2 separate regions of the Sus scrofa genome follow, and region 2 is linked to region 1. A link is a contact called in public HiChIP or PLAC-seq data. All regions are on one chromosome and are shown on one strand. Each heading gives the region's core, a stretch centred on a gene start, on an enhancer-like site or on the middle of the called end of the contact. The rest is flanking DNA. Distances are from core to core; before and after follow the strand shown.

The links. HiChIP or PLAC-seq counts read pairs in DNA pulled down with a chosen protein or histone mark.
Region 2: an H3K27ac HiChIP or PLAC-seq map of alveolar macrophages shows a contact between it and region 1. The contact joins two enhancer-like sites. A contact is called at or near these places in 1 of 47 Hi-C or Micro-C datasets (fetal heart ventricle) and 1 of 2 datasets of contacts at active chromatin or transcription factors (alveolar macrophages).

The regions. Positions count from the first base shown.
Region 1 is chr13:68,319,721-68,325,888 of Sscrofa11.1, reverse strand. It overlaps a transcript of PPARG not described here. Among named protein-coding and RNA genes, the nearest start is that of PPARG, 41 kb to the left of the region's middle. Within about 2 kb of position 3,323, at least 1 of the 83 cell types and tissues checked has an H3K27ac peak or open chromatin away from gene starts, as enhancers often do. A contact at or near this core is called in alveolar macrophages, where this site is marked.
Region 2 is chr13:68,473,401-68,479,568 of Sscrofa11.1, reverse strand. No RefSeq gene overlaps it. Among named protein-coding and RNA genes, the nearest start is that of TSEN2, 4.3 kb to the left of the region's middle. Within about 2 kb of position 3,883, at least 34 of the 83 cell types and tissues checked have an H3K27ac peak or open chromatin away from gene starts, as enhancers often do. A contact at or near this core is called in alveolar macrophages, where this site is marked.

The sequences.
Region 1 (6,168 bases), core at 2,074-4,573:
CAGTTTCGTTTCCACTGAGCCACAATGGGAACTCCAAATATGGAGTAGATTTTTAAAAGGAAGATGTAGAGAGCAAATGATCTAAGTAAATGTGCCAAAGGTCTAAGGATTCGTATCCTTGGCTCTTACCAAGGGCTCAGAGATCCTAGAATAGCTGTACATTCCATAAAGACAAAACAGCACCCCGTGCCAAAGTCTTATCATCAGGGCCTTTAAAAATCACAACATCCAGACCCAACATCCTGCACAGTCTAACCTAATCAAACTTTAATTTTTTTTTCTTTTTCAACTCTGTGCCTTGCCATGTGGAATCTGCAAAAACTATTCTATTACCCAATGCATGCCATAAAATAGCGGATCATGAATATAAAATGTTTTCCCATTTTGCTATTTCTACTTTGAAAGACTATGAACTATAGCCAATGTGTTTTATTTGTTTCCCTAGTATTGTTTAGGACTTCTGTTTGGAAGTTGAAAACTTCCTAATGTAGACTCAATATCAACAATCAGGTAACAATTTTGTTGTCAGAATGGGACATATTCTTCTATAGAAAGAGCTGACTCATCAGGGTATTGGGCCTATAAGTGATTTGCTTTCTGGCTGCTGATCTATATCACAGCAATTGACTATGTGAAACGCTCTCTTATTTGCTAGACTATTCATTATGTATAACATGCATAATCCAGGAGAAACAACTTTGCCTATAGTGGATTACCACTTTGACTTTTTTCACCTTTAAGCCAACTAACGAGAGCTTAAATATGTGAAAACAAAAGAGTATTAATAAAGAAAAATGTGAACAAAATCTCTATCTGAAAAATTAAAGAGTTTGACTCCAGGTTAAGATTAAGTAATACTAGCTTTTCTTGACACCCATTCCAATTTCTCTTTGAAATGAGTATGAATTCATTAAGAAATAGATGGGAAGAAAGTAAATATTTTTGGCAATGGTATTGATTCCTAGCTTGTAGCCCTAAGAGTTGGATCAACAGAAAACTGGGCCAGTTCCCTATGACTTTCAGAGGCAAAAAGAATCCTATACTCTTTCCCAAAACTGTCTCCTCCTGGTAAAATCAGGAATCTGCTTTCTGTATCCAAGAAGAACTGCATTATACCATAGAAGGTATAGTTTCAGACTTAAAATATAATAAGTAGGGCAGAAATAAGATCATTCTGGGGGCAATATACATCAAGGATTACTTCTTGCATGTACTCCATCTGGTCAGGTAAATACAGATTGGTTTATATTCATTAGTTTATAAATCCTTCTACTCATCAATATAAGCCAGAGAAATAGGCTATGATGCATGCAGACAAGCTCCTTACATTTCAACAGAACCCACATTAGAGAGGGGCTATTCATATCTCCTAGCCAAGATTTTTATATCTGAGATAGGCTTTTTACCAGAATCTAAATATATAATAATGCAGGCCAAAGAGCAATTGACTCTATTGTGTATGCAATGGTATAAATGGTAAAAGCTGACTTAAGAAATATGAAAATAATTACAAATGGAACAATTGAAAATTTATCAAAGAATTACTTCCGTAATAAGCTCTGGGACTAGATAATTTTATAGATAAATTTTTTGAAATGTTTAAGGAAGAGATAATTTTCTTGTGACAAAAACTGTTTCAGAGTAGGAAAAAAACTACAGTGTCTAAATTAATTCTTCAAAACCTAACAAGAACAAAGACAAAAATACAAATTTCACTATTAACATTAACTAAAACATATAAATAAAATGATAATGAACAAATGCAACAGTATACTAAAAGAATAAATCACAAAAATCAAGCTGGATTTACCTCAGAAAGGCAAAGAACATTTAATGCTGGAATAACTATTAAAATAATATGTTCTAACACTGGGTCAAATTTGTTTGTTTTTTAAATTCACTGACTGATTTTATTTTATTTAAAAAAAATTTTTAGTGTTATTTCCCCCATACAATATTTTTCTACTGTACAGCATGGTGACCCATGTATACATTCTTTTTTCTCCCATTATCATGCTCCATCATAAGTGACTAGACATAGTTCTCAGTGCTACACAGCAGGATCTCATTGCTAATCCATTCCAAAAGCAATAGCTTGCATCTATTAACCCCAAGCTCCCAATCCATCCCACTTCCTCCCAACATTGGGTCAAATTTGAAAAGAAACCATATGGCTATCTCAAAAAATGCCCCTAAAAATACTCAATAAAATTCAACATCCATTCTTGAAAATATTTCCTTAAAAAACTAAGAAACTTTAATAAAAAGAATATTTTTCTTAAACTTACAATCAATATCTTTTTCTTTTTTCTTTTTTTTTTGGCTGTGCCCATGGCATGTGGAAGTTCCTGGGCCAGGGACTGAACCCATTCCACAGCAGGGACCTGAGTCACTGCAGTGACAATGCTGAGTCCTTAACCCACAGTGCCACAAGAGAACTCCACAATCAATATCATCTGCACTGAGAAAAATTTTTTTTCAGTTACATGGTTACTTTATTATTTTTTTAATTATTTCCCCCATACAATTTTTTTTTTCTACTGTACAGCATGGTGACCCAGTTACACATATATGTACACATTCTTTTTTCTCACATTATCATGCTCCATCATAAGTGACTAAACATAGTTCCCAGTGCTACACAGCAGGATCTCATTGCTAATCCATTCCAAAGGCAATAATTTGCATCTATTAACCTCAAGCTCCCAAACCACCCTACTCTCTCCCCCTCCCCCTTGGCAACCACAAGTCTCTTCTCCAAGTCCATGATTTTCTTTTCTGTTTAAAGTTTCATTTGTGCCTTATATTAGATTATAGATATAAGTGATAAATATTATAGCAACATCTCTCAAAAAGTGTACTATAGATAACTGGATTCTTTTAGATTTTCCAATGGAAAAGTTTCCATCACAAAATGAATTTGCATATGTGGTTCACATTTGGAGATTACAAAGTATATTAGCATTGCATATGCTCTGTAAGCCTTACAATTAAGGAAAAAACAGTACCAACAATACAATCTGCTTAGCTGTTTAACTCACTAGTTTGCAACCTTATTTGAAATATGTTTTCTCGCTTTACATTTTTTCACTCTACAACTCACCCAACTTCCTAGTGAAACTCTAGGAAAAGTGACAAGTAGTCTTCTTGCTAAATCCCTAAGACTTTTTCCTTATTTTTCATTCTATTTGTCCAATAATATGCTGGTATGTGTTTAGCAACTAGTTCTTCTTGCAGGAAAAATGCTCTGATTTGTAGTGTTTGCCAATTTCTGTGGTGTAAATACTCCCACTGTGACTGATTTCAGGCTACCAACGTGACATCCATGACAGCAGAGTCGGGAAATGCTGGTGTAAGAGCACTCCATGTTACACAGTATCACAACCATACAGATGCAATCCACATTGACACCTCGGCAACGGAAAATCATCAAGAGGCCATGCGGCTGGTGTGGTTATTACCTATGTTTCTAACACAACTTGTTTCATCACTGGCATACACCATGTAATTTTTAAAAATGGCTAAGGATAACAACTGGCTCTCAAAAATCCTGAAAATTTAACAACTGACTTTCAAAAGCTGGTCTGAGCTGGCTCCAGACCTGCTGTTTCTGCCTCTGTTTTCATCTGATATTCTATCATCTACTCTTGAAACTGTCTCCTCCCTTAACTGCCCAGTGACCAGTTTCTCTGAATTCTTAGCCTTACCATCAGACTACTATTTTAATCTGTTTTCTTGGTACCTCTTCTTGCTGAGTTCTTCTGTTTTATGAGTTCTGCAAGTTCCTTCTTGGCCTCACTGTTACCAGTAAACACATCTACTTGCTAATAGCTCCCAAGACTTCATCTCTAACCACACATCTTCTCTCAAAACTTCTAAGTCTGTATCTCCCATTTTTTGGGGGGAACACCCCTCTCTGAGTTTCTTCAGGAACCTCAAACTCAACATCACCTAACCTGACTACTCATCTTCTTCTGAAGAATTAAAGAAGCACAATCAATGTAACAGATGATTGGACCACTCCTTGCTCCCCATTAGAGAAAAAAAGGTTCCACGCTCTACTCCAGTTTTAGAAAATGTGTTCAAGGAGGTAAAATGCATGCCATGGGCAACCCTTCCCATATCATTTTGCCCCCTTCCTTTTGATTTTTTCACACCCCACACCAAAGTGTCTTCTTCGTCAAAGCCCTGCCAACTAAATACTTTCCCTATTCCCTGCCTGGTAATGTCCTCACCTCTCCTTCCTCTCTTTCCCAGCATTTTATCATGTACAACTTAAATCTCTTCCAGCTTTTTCTGTCCAGTTATTTTCTACTCATTCTCTGATGCTTCATTACAAAAGTCTAGGAAATGACCTTTTAAAACCAACTTTTCTAAGGATGGAGGAAGGGGGTATTGTGCTGGCAAATGAAAATTCTCTTTGCTGTATTGGGGGAAGGTAAAAGTGTAACAACACTTCCAAATGACTAATTTTTATCCCGTTGAACAAAATACATGGGTCTGCCACTGCTTTCCTCTTCCCCAAACTGCTGATTGATTCTATTCCAAGCCAGACTCCAGATGAACCAATGACATTCTTCCCTAGATTTTTACAATATTCATATAAAACTTGCTATTAAATTAATGTCTATATCTTGAGATGACAAAATAAAATGACTTTATTTGAATTAAGAGGCATTTAAGAGAAAAAGAAAAATGGAAATAAAGAATCTCCTAACAATGGTTGGTTTTAAGTGATGGTGGTATTACTGAATATATATGAAAGATTTGGTTGATCTAATTAATTTACCTTGTTATCAAGTAATGAGAATAAGTACTGTCAAGTTGCTCATTGCTTACAAGACACATCAACCAACTTGCAGTGAACAAGAACAACTAAAAGCTTAGACCTACTCCACAGTTACACCTGTGTAGATGGACTGGTGCTAGGAGCATGGCGTGTAGGTAGCTCACTCTCTGGCAAGTTAAATACTGGAAAATTAGGCTCTTGTTAAAGTGGCAGGACAAGGTGGCTGGGTTCAGGCTGCTCAAGTTCAAATCCCAGTTTTATCACCTGGCAAGCTATTTTTACCGCTCTGAGTTTGAGTTTCTTCTGTCTGCAAGATAGAGATAATAGTGTATACCTTTTATGGTTTGTTGGAAGAATAAAATGAGATAATGTATGAAAGGCACTTAAAATAGAGCCTGCTACAGAACTTGTGCTCAGTAAATATTATTAATATCAAAGGCTAAGCTAGTTTTTTTTGGTGCTTGAGATAATTAAGGAAGAGTCCTTTGGAAGGATAGGTAAATGACAATTTAGATGAGGATTTAAACTGTGGCATAGACAAGTAGAGACTGAGTGGGAAGAAAGCACTCTCTAAATGTGAAATCATATGATTACATGTATAACCAATCAAAAATGAAGTTACCCAGGAGTTCCTGTTGTGGCTCAGTGGTAACGAACCTGACTAGCATCCATGAGGAGACGGGTTTGATCCTTGGCCTCACTCAGTGGGTTAAGGATCCGGCATTGCCGTGAGCTGTGGTGTAGGGCAAAGATGTAGCTTGGATCTGGCATTGCTATGGTTGTGGCGTAGGCCAGTGGCTACAGCTCTGATTCGACCCCTAGCCTGGGAACCTCCCTCCCTATGCTGTGGGTGTGGCCCTAAAAAGCAAAAAATAAAATAAAATAAAATAAAATATGAACAAAACAAATATCCCAGCTCTCGTGTAATTGTGCAAATAAAGATGTAATAAAAAATTAGATGATCCTAAAGGATCTTATGACATATTTGATATACGTACCATTTGGAAAAAAGAGAATCTAAGGTTGTTAAAGACAATTAGGAGCTATTTCAACAAGCTACTGTGCTTTACTAGGACTTATGAACTAAGGTCTAATGAGCCTTTTTCTTCATATTTGAGGATTATTGATTCAATAATCTTTTAAAAATCAATCAAAATCCATCAATTTTATTTTGTCTCAGAAAGAGCAGCATAAGCATTTTGGTCACATTACATTCAGAGTAAAAACATTTCTAATGTAAGGCATGATAACTATGGTTGATAACGCTATATTATCTAACCAAAATTTGCTAAGAGAGCAAAACTTAACACCAAAAAGGAAAAAGGTCTATTTGTGAGGTGTTGGATGCTAATTCCCAAAGGGACAGAAGCTGTTCACAA
Region 2 (6,168 bases), core at 2,634-5,133, 150 kb before region 1:
AGGAGTTCAGACTTCAGAGAAATCAAAATCAGAATTAGCTTCAGCAGGAGTTCCTGTCCTGCTTCAGTGGTAATGAACCCGACTAGTATCTGTAAGGACTCGGGTTTGATCCTTGGCCTTGCTCAGTGAGTTAAGGATCTGGCACTGCCATGAGCTGTGGTGTAAGTTGCTGATGTGGCTCTGATCCCGTGTTGCTGTGGCTGTGGTGTAGGCCGGTGGCTACAGCTCTGATTGGACCCCTAGCCTGGGAATTTCCATATGCTGCAGGTTTGGCCCTAAAAAGACAAAAAACAAAAGAAAACAAACAAACCAAAAAACCCAACAACAACAAAACACAAAAAACTTCAGCAGTAGAGCCTTGAAGAAAAGGGAGAACTTCAGCAGGGTGCACAGAACAGTGATAAGGGGATGGAGTGGGGAGGGAAGAGAGCTGGAGGGAGGCTGTGATATTGCACCAGAACATGCCAATTTAGGCTTTAGAATTGGAAGGTTTTAAAAATGAAAGGGAACTCAGAGGTTGTCCAGTTCAACTTCCTTATTTAACTGATAAGAAAAAAGGCTCAGGAGTTCCCGTCGTGGCGCAGTGGTTAACGAATCCGACTAGGAACCATGAGGTTTCGGGTTCGGTCCCTGCCCTTGCTCAGTGGGTTAAGGATCCGGCGTTGCCATGAGCTGTGGTGTAGGTTGCAGACGCGGCTCGGATCCCGTGTTGCTGTGGCTCTGGCGTAGGCCGGTGGCTACAGCTGTGATTCAACCCCTAGCCTGGGAACCTCCATATGCCGCGGGAGGGCCCAAGAAATAGCAACAACAACAACAACAACAACAAAAGACAAAAAAAAAAAAGAAAGAAAGAAAGAAAAAAAGGCTCAGAGGTGCTGCAAGTCGCCAGAAGTAGCAGAGCAAGTGTGAGGTGGGGTTGAGACTAGAGCCAGGTCTCCTCAGTGGGTGCTCTGCTGTCAAGGGCTTGGGATGTGTCCATAATGGGGTTTCAGGGGCTGTCATCTGAAGGCCTGTCCCCACATAGGGGCTAGAGCGAAATCTCATGAACAAGATATCCTTCCCCCTAGATTTACTTCTCAGTGTGTATCTTAAAGCTTTGTTATGATCATTTGCAAACATACACAAAAGCAGAAAGAACAGCCTAATAACTCATCATTTCCAGAATCTTCAACCTTTAGTACCTTTTTTTTTTTTTTTTTTTGGCCGTCCTTGTGGCATGCAGAAGTTTGAACCCGACCTGAGCCACAGCAGTGACAATACCAGATCCTTAAGCGCTAGGCCAGCAGGGAACTCTAACCTTTAGTGTCTTGTTTCTTTTCTTTTCAAGTCAAGGCAGCATGTTTAGGGCTCTCTGCACTGGACCCTGCTCCTGACGCTTGGCGGGACAGAGGGGGGACCAGCTACCCAAGGCCAACTGAACCCCCACCCCCACCCCTGTGCTGCCTTATCTTATTGTTCTGGCTGGGCGGGATTCTGACTTAGAGGCGTTCAGTCATAATCCCACAGATGGTAGCTTCGCCCCATTGGCTCCTCAGCCAAGCACATACACCAAATGTCTGAACCTGCGGTTCCTCTCGTACTGAGCAGGATTACCATGGCAACAACACATCATCAGTAGGGTAAAACTAACCTGTCTCGTGCCAGTCTAAACCCATCTCATGTTCCCTGTTAGTGGGTGAACAATCCAATGCTTGGTGAATTCTGCTTCATGATGATAGGAAAGAGCCGGCATTGAAGGATCAAAAAGTGACGTCGCTATGCAGTCTTGGCCACCACAAGCCAGTTATCCCTGTGGTAACTTTTCTGACACCTGCTTAAAACCCCAAAGGTCAGAAGGATTGTGAGGCCCCTGCTTTCACGGTCTGTATTCATACTGAAAATCAAGATCAAGCGAGCTTTTGCCCTTCTGCTCCACGGGAGGTTTCTGTCCTCCCTGAGCTTGCCTTAGCAGTGTCTTGTTTCTTTTACGCTCTCCCGATATACACCTTTATCCCATTGCTGGTGTGTTTTAAAGCAATTCCAGACATCATATAACTTCACTCAATATTTCAGTATGTATCTCTAATAGGTGTGAATTTAAATTGTATTACATAGATATTTATATAGTTAATTCTCATTACTCACAGCAGTTCTAGAGCGGCCAGGAACACTGAATTACTGACTACTTAACCACTGCTCCTAGGGCAAATACAGGGACAGGTTCCTGCCAGCCTCTGGACACAACATTTTCATCAGCCAATCAATACATAACCTTGTTTTATGTGTACTTCTGTTTAAAGACACTGTAATTAGTGTCTGCTGTCGATTCGTTAATATTGAACTAACTCAGGGCCCACATGAGTATAACACACACCTGAACAAAGCTCATCTAATATGTATTTTCTGTGCAAGGCACATCACGGCCTTCTTGGCTTAGGAACACTAGACAGCACTCTGAATTTGAATTTCAGATAAATGATTTTTTTTAAGTATATCCCAAATAGTACATGGCAGTACATCTAACAAAATACACAATAATCCTTAACATCATATGTCTGTGAAAGGCACTCTGCTTGGGATCCACCTTTTAAAAAAAATGTTTATTTTTAGGGCCACACCTGCAGTATATGGAAGTTCCCAGGCTAGGGGTCAGACTGGAGCTTCAGCTGCTGGCCTACACCACAGCCACAGCAATGCCAGATCCAAGCTGTGTCTGCGAACTATACCACAGCTCATGGCAACACCAGGTCCTTAACCCACTGAGCAGAATCAGGGATACTCGTATCTAGCATCCTCATAGATACTAGTCGGGTTCGTTACCACTGAGCCACATTGGGAATTCCTGATTGGGATCTATTTTAAAATCACCAACACAAAGCACAAAAGTGTGGAAAAGTGGCATTAGCATACTTGTTTATGAAATGAGAGCTGAAATAAGACAGTATCTGTGGACTTCAGCATGCATACTGGGACCCTCAATTTTTCTCTCCCCCATGCAGGTGCATGTCTGTAGGTGACCAAGCCCTGTGAGCATTGATTTTTGGTATTACAAATAAATTTTAGCCAGTAGGTGAATTTGCAAATGCAGAATCTACCAATAATGAGGATTGACTGTGTATGAGTGTGTATGTGTATGTATATATATACACGTACTGTGTATGAATATATATATATACATATATATTCATTCTCTGTATCATTAACACATCTAACAAAATACACAATCCTTAACATCATATGTCTGTGAAAGGTAACATGGAACTGCCATGTACTATTTGGGATATACTTATACTTAAAAAAAATCATTTATCTGAAATTCAAATTCAGCTGGGTATCTTGTATTTTATCTGATCACTCTACAATTTATTGGGCCTTTCTAGGTGCCAACCACTGTGCATCCTAGCTTAACTCTCACCACAATCCTGTGAGACAGGTGTTCTCACCAGCAATTCCCTTTTGAGGTTCCCGCTCTGCTTGGGTCCTGGGAGCTATGACCTAGCAGAGGCCAGGTGAGGATCCAAATTCAGGAGGCTACAGAGTGTGCATTCGTTTTAATCCAATGTACTGGATATGGAGGGCAGCGCATGGACAAGGCACAGCTTTAAATATGGAAATAATAAAAACGACCTCAGCAAGTGTTGGTGGGAGGCCAGGAAAGACCCAGATTGGTTGAATGACCTAGGAGGCTTCTGAGCTGAGCCTGGGAGAAGGGGGAGCCCTGGGACAGTGTGTAGGAGGAGGGAGATGGCAGTCGGGGGCTGAGGGCACGCCCACGTGCCAGGAGTTGTGGGCCTGGAAGTTCTGGGGCGGGAGGAGCGGGGCGGGGCGAGCGGTGCAGGAGGTTGAAGCGGCTGATAAGGTCTGATAGGCAGGGCGGGGCCCGATCGAGCAGGCGCTTGAATTCCAGGCATGGCGTTTGGACTTTACCCCGTAGACAATGGGGAGCCACCAGCGTTTCTGAGCTGGGCAGGGCGGCCCCAGCTGTCGCCGCATTGTTTTTCCCAGACGAAGGCCGAACCCTGCAGTGCTCAAGCGAGGCCACTAGATGGAGATATTTTAGCAAATTTAAGCACCCAGCCTTAGGGGACGCCAATTTACAGCAAGAACAGCGACCCAGCCAAGGCTCCAGGTGTTTCACCCACGGCATCCGCAACAGAAAATGCAAGGGGTTAAAAAACCAGGCTTTAATTTTTATAAACAAAGATAGGCAATAAAAATAGGTTGTTTTATGGTAGCAAACAGACCGATCTTTATGTTTTGTGCAATCTTCCTGTTTTAAACAACTTACTTTTGAATGTCCTGGATTTGTTTACTTTAAAAAATTAGGAGTTTCTGCTGTGGCGCAACAGAATCGTTAACACCTCTGGAATGCTGGGACGCAGGTTCAATTCTCAGCCCAGCACAGTGGGTTAAGGAACCAGCGTCGCCACAGCTACAGTGTAGGTCACGACTGTAGCTTGCACCTTCTGATCCCTGGCCAGGGAACTCCATATGCCGCGGGGTGACCAAAGTAATAGTAGCAGATTCTCTAGGTAATGTAAATTCTGACATTCTACAAAACAGAATATGTAATATTAATTTTCCCAGATTCCCATATGGAGCCAAATTCAAAGAAATTCATCTTGGACTTTAGAATACAAGTTTTTTTTTGTCTGGGGGGTTTTTGTTTTGGTTTGGTTTTTGGTGTTTTTTTGGCTGCACCTATGGCATGTGGAGGTTCCCTGGGCAAGGGACTGAACCTGCACCACAGCAGCAACCTTAGACACTGTAGTGGAGAGACAATACTGGATACTTAACTTGCTGTGCCTCAAGGAAACTCCCTAGGAATTAGTTCTCAACATGAAGTATAGTATATAAAAATTTAAGTAGTTTATCATATACTAACTACACTCTAGATAAGACTTGAAATCAGCATAGATACTGTTTAGGGCAAAGTTGTCAAAATACACATAAAATGAAGATTAAGTACTTTTAAAGTTTTCTTTGAAATCTTCTATTAAAAGACTTGTAGTAGTTCTGTTCATTACAATAAAATCTAGAACCCTAAAAAAAAAAAAAATGCAAGGGTTGGAAACCAAAATCAAACCAAAGATACAGCCCAGCTTCCCCCTGCTGGGGAGACAAACCAAAGATAATTTCTCAGCTTTGAAGGGAAAAGAAAGTGTTCAGGATATGCTAGAAAGGGCATTCAGTTTTAACAAGTGCCCTGCACAGACATTCTCTAGCATTTAAATCTCACGATAGGTAGGTGTTATGTTATTATCCCATTTTACAGGCGAGGACGCTGAGACACTGAGGGGCACATTTGCTCAATTATTTACCAAGCTGACAGCAGGCTGGGCAGGGAGATGGTTGGCCGCAGGTGGTAAGGGGTGGGCTGGACAAGCCCCCAAGGCAGTGCTTTGCTGGGCCCAGGGTCTCAGGTGCAAAGGGTGGGGCACTGCCTTGAAGTCCTGCTTTGGCTGCTAGAAAAATCTGTGGCATGGATGATGGGAGCTGCTGGCCTTCTATCATTTGCTCAGTTCCAGCTGCTTTTCAGAGACAGTCTCACTTATTCTCTGACAACTCAGGGAGTCAGGGATTATCACACACCCATTTCACAGGTAAGAAAACAGATGCAGAGAGGTGAAATGACTTGTCCAAGGTCACACTGGAGTTAAGTATGGGGGGGGGCAGTGGATCCCAGGTAAGCCTACTCCTCCCTGTTATTTATTTATTTATTTATTTATTTGTTGTCTTTTGTCTTTTTAGGGCCACGCCCAGGGCATATGGGGGTTCCCAGACTATGGGTCAAGTTGGAGCTGTAGCCACTGGCTACGCCAGAGCCACAGCAACACAGGATCTGAGCTGCATCTGTGACCTACACCACAGGTCATGGCAATGCTGGATCCTTAACCCACTAAGCAAGGCCAGGGGTCGAACCCTCAACTTCATGGTTCCTAGTTGGATTCATTAACCACTTAGCCACAACAGGAACTCCACTTCTCCCTGTTATTATTCAAACACATTTGGCTTCTGGGTAAACTGCCTAGAGAAACTTGGGCATAGAAGCCCAAAGAAACACATACAAAGTTGTTTTGTTTTACAATCAAAGCATGATGGTTTATTAAAAAAAAAAAGGAGATAATTTAAATGTCTGCCCTTAGAAGAACGGACATATAAAGTGTGGTACAAAGGATTCATAAAGTA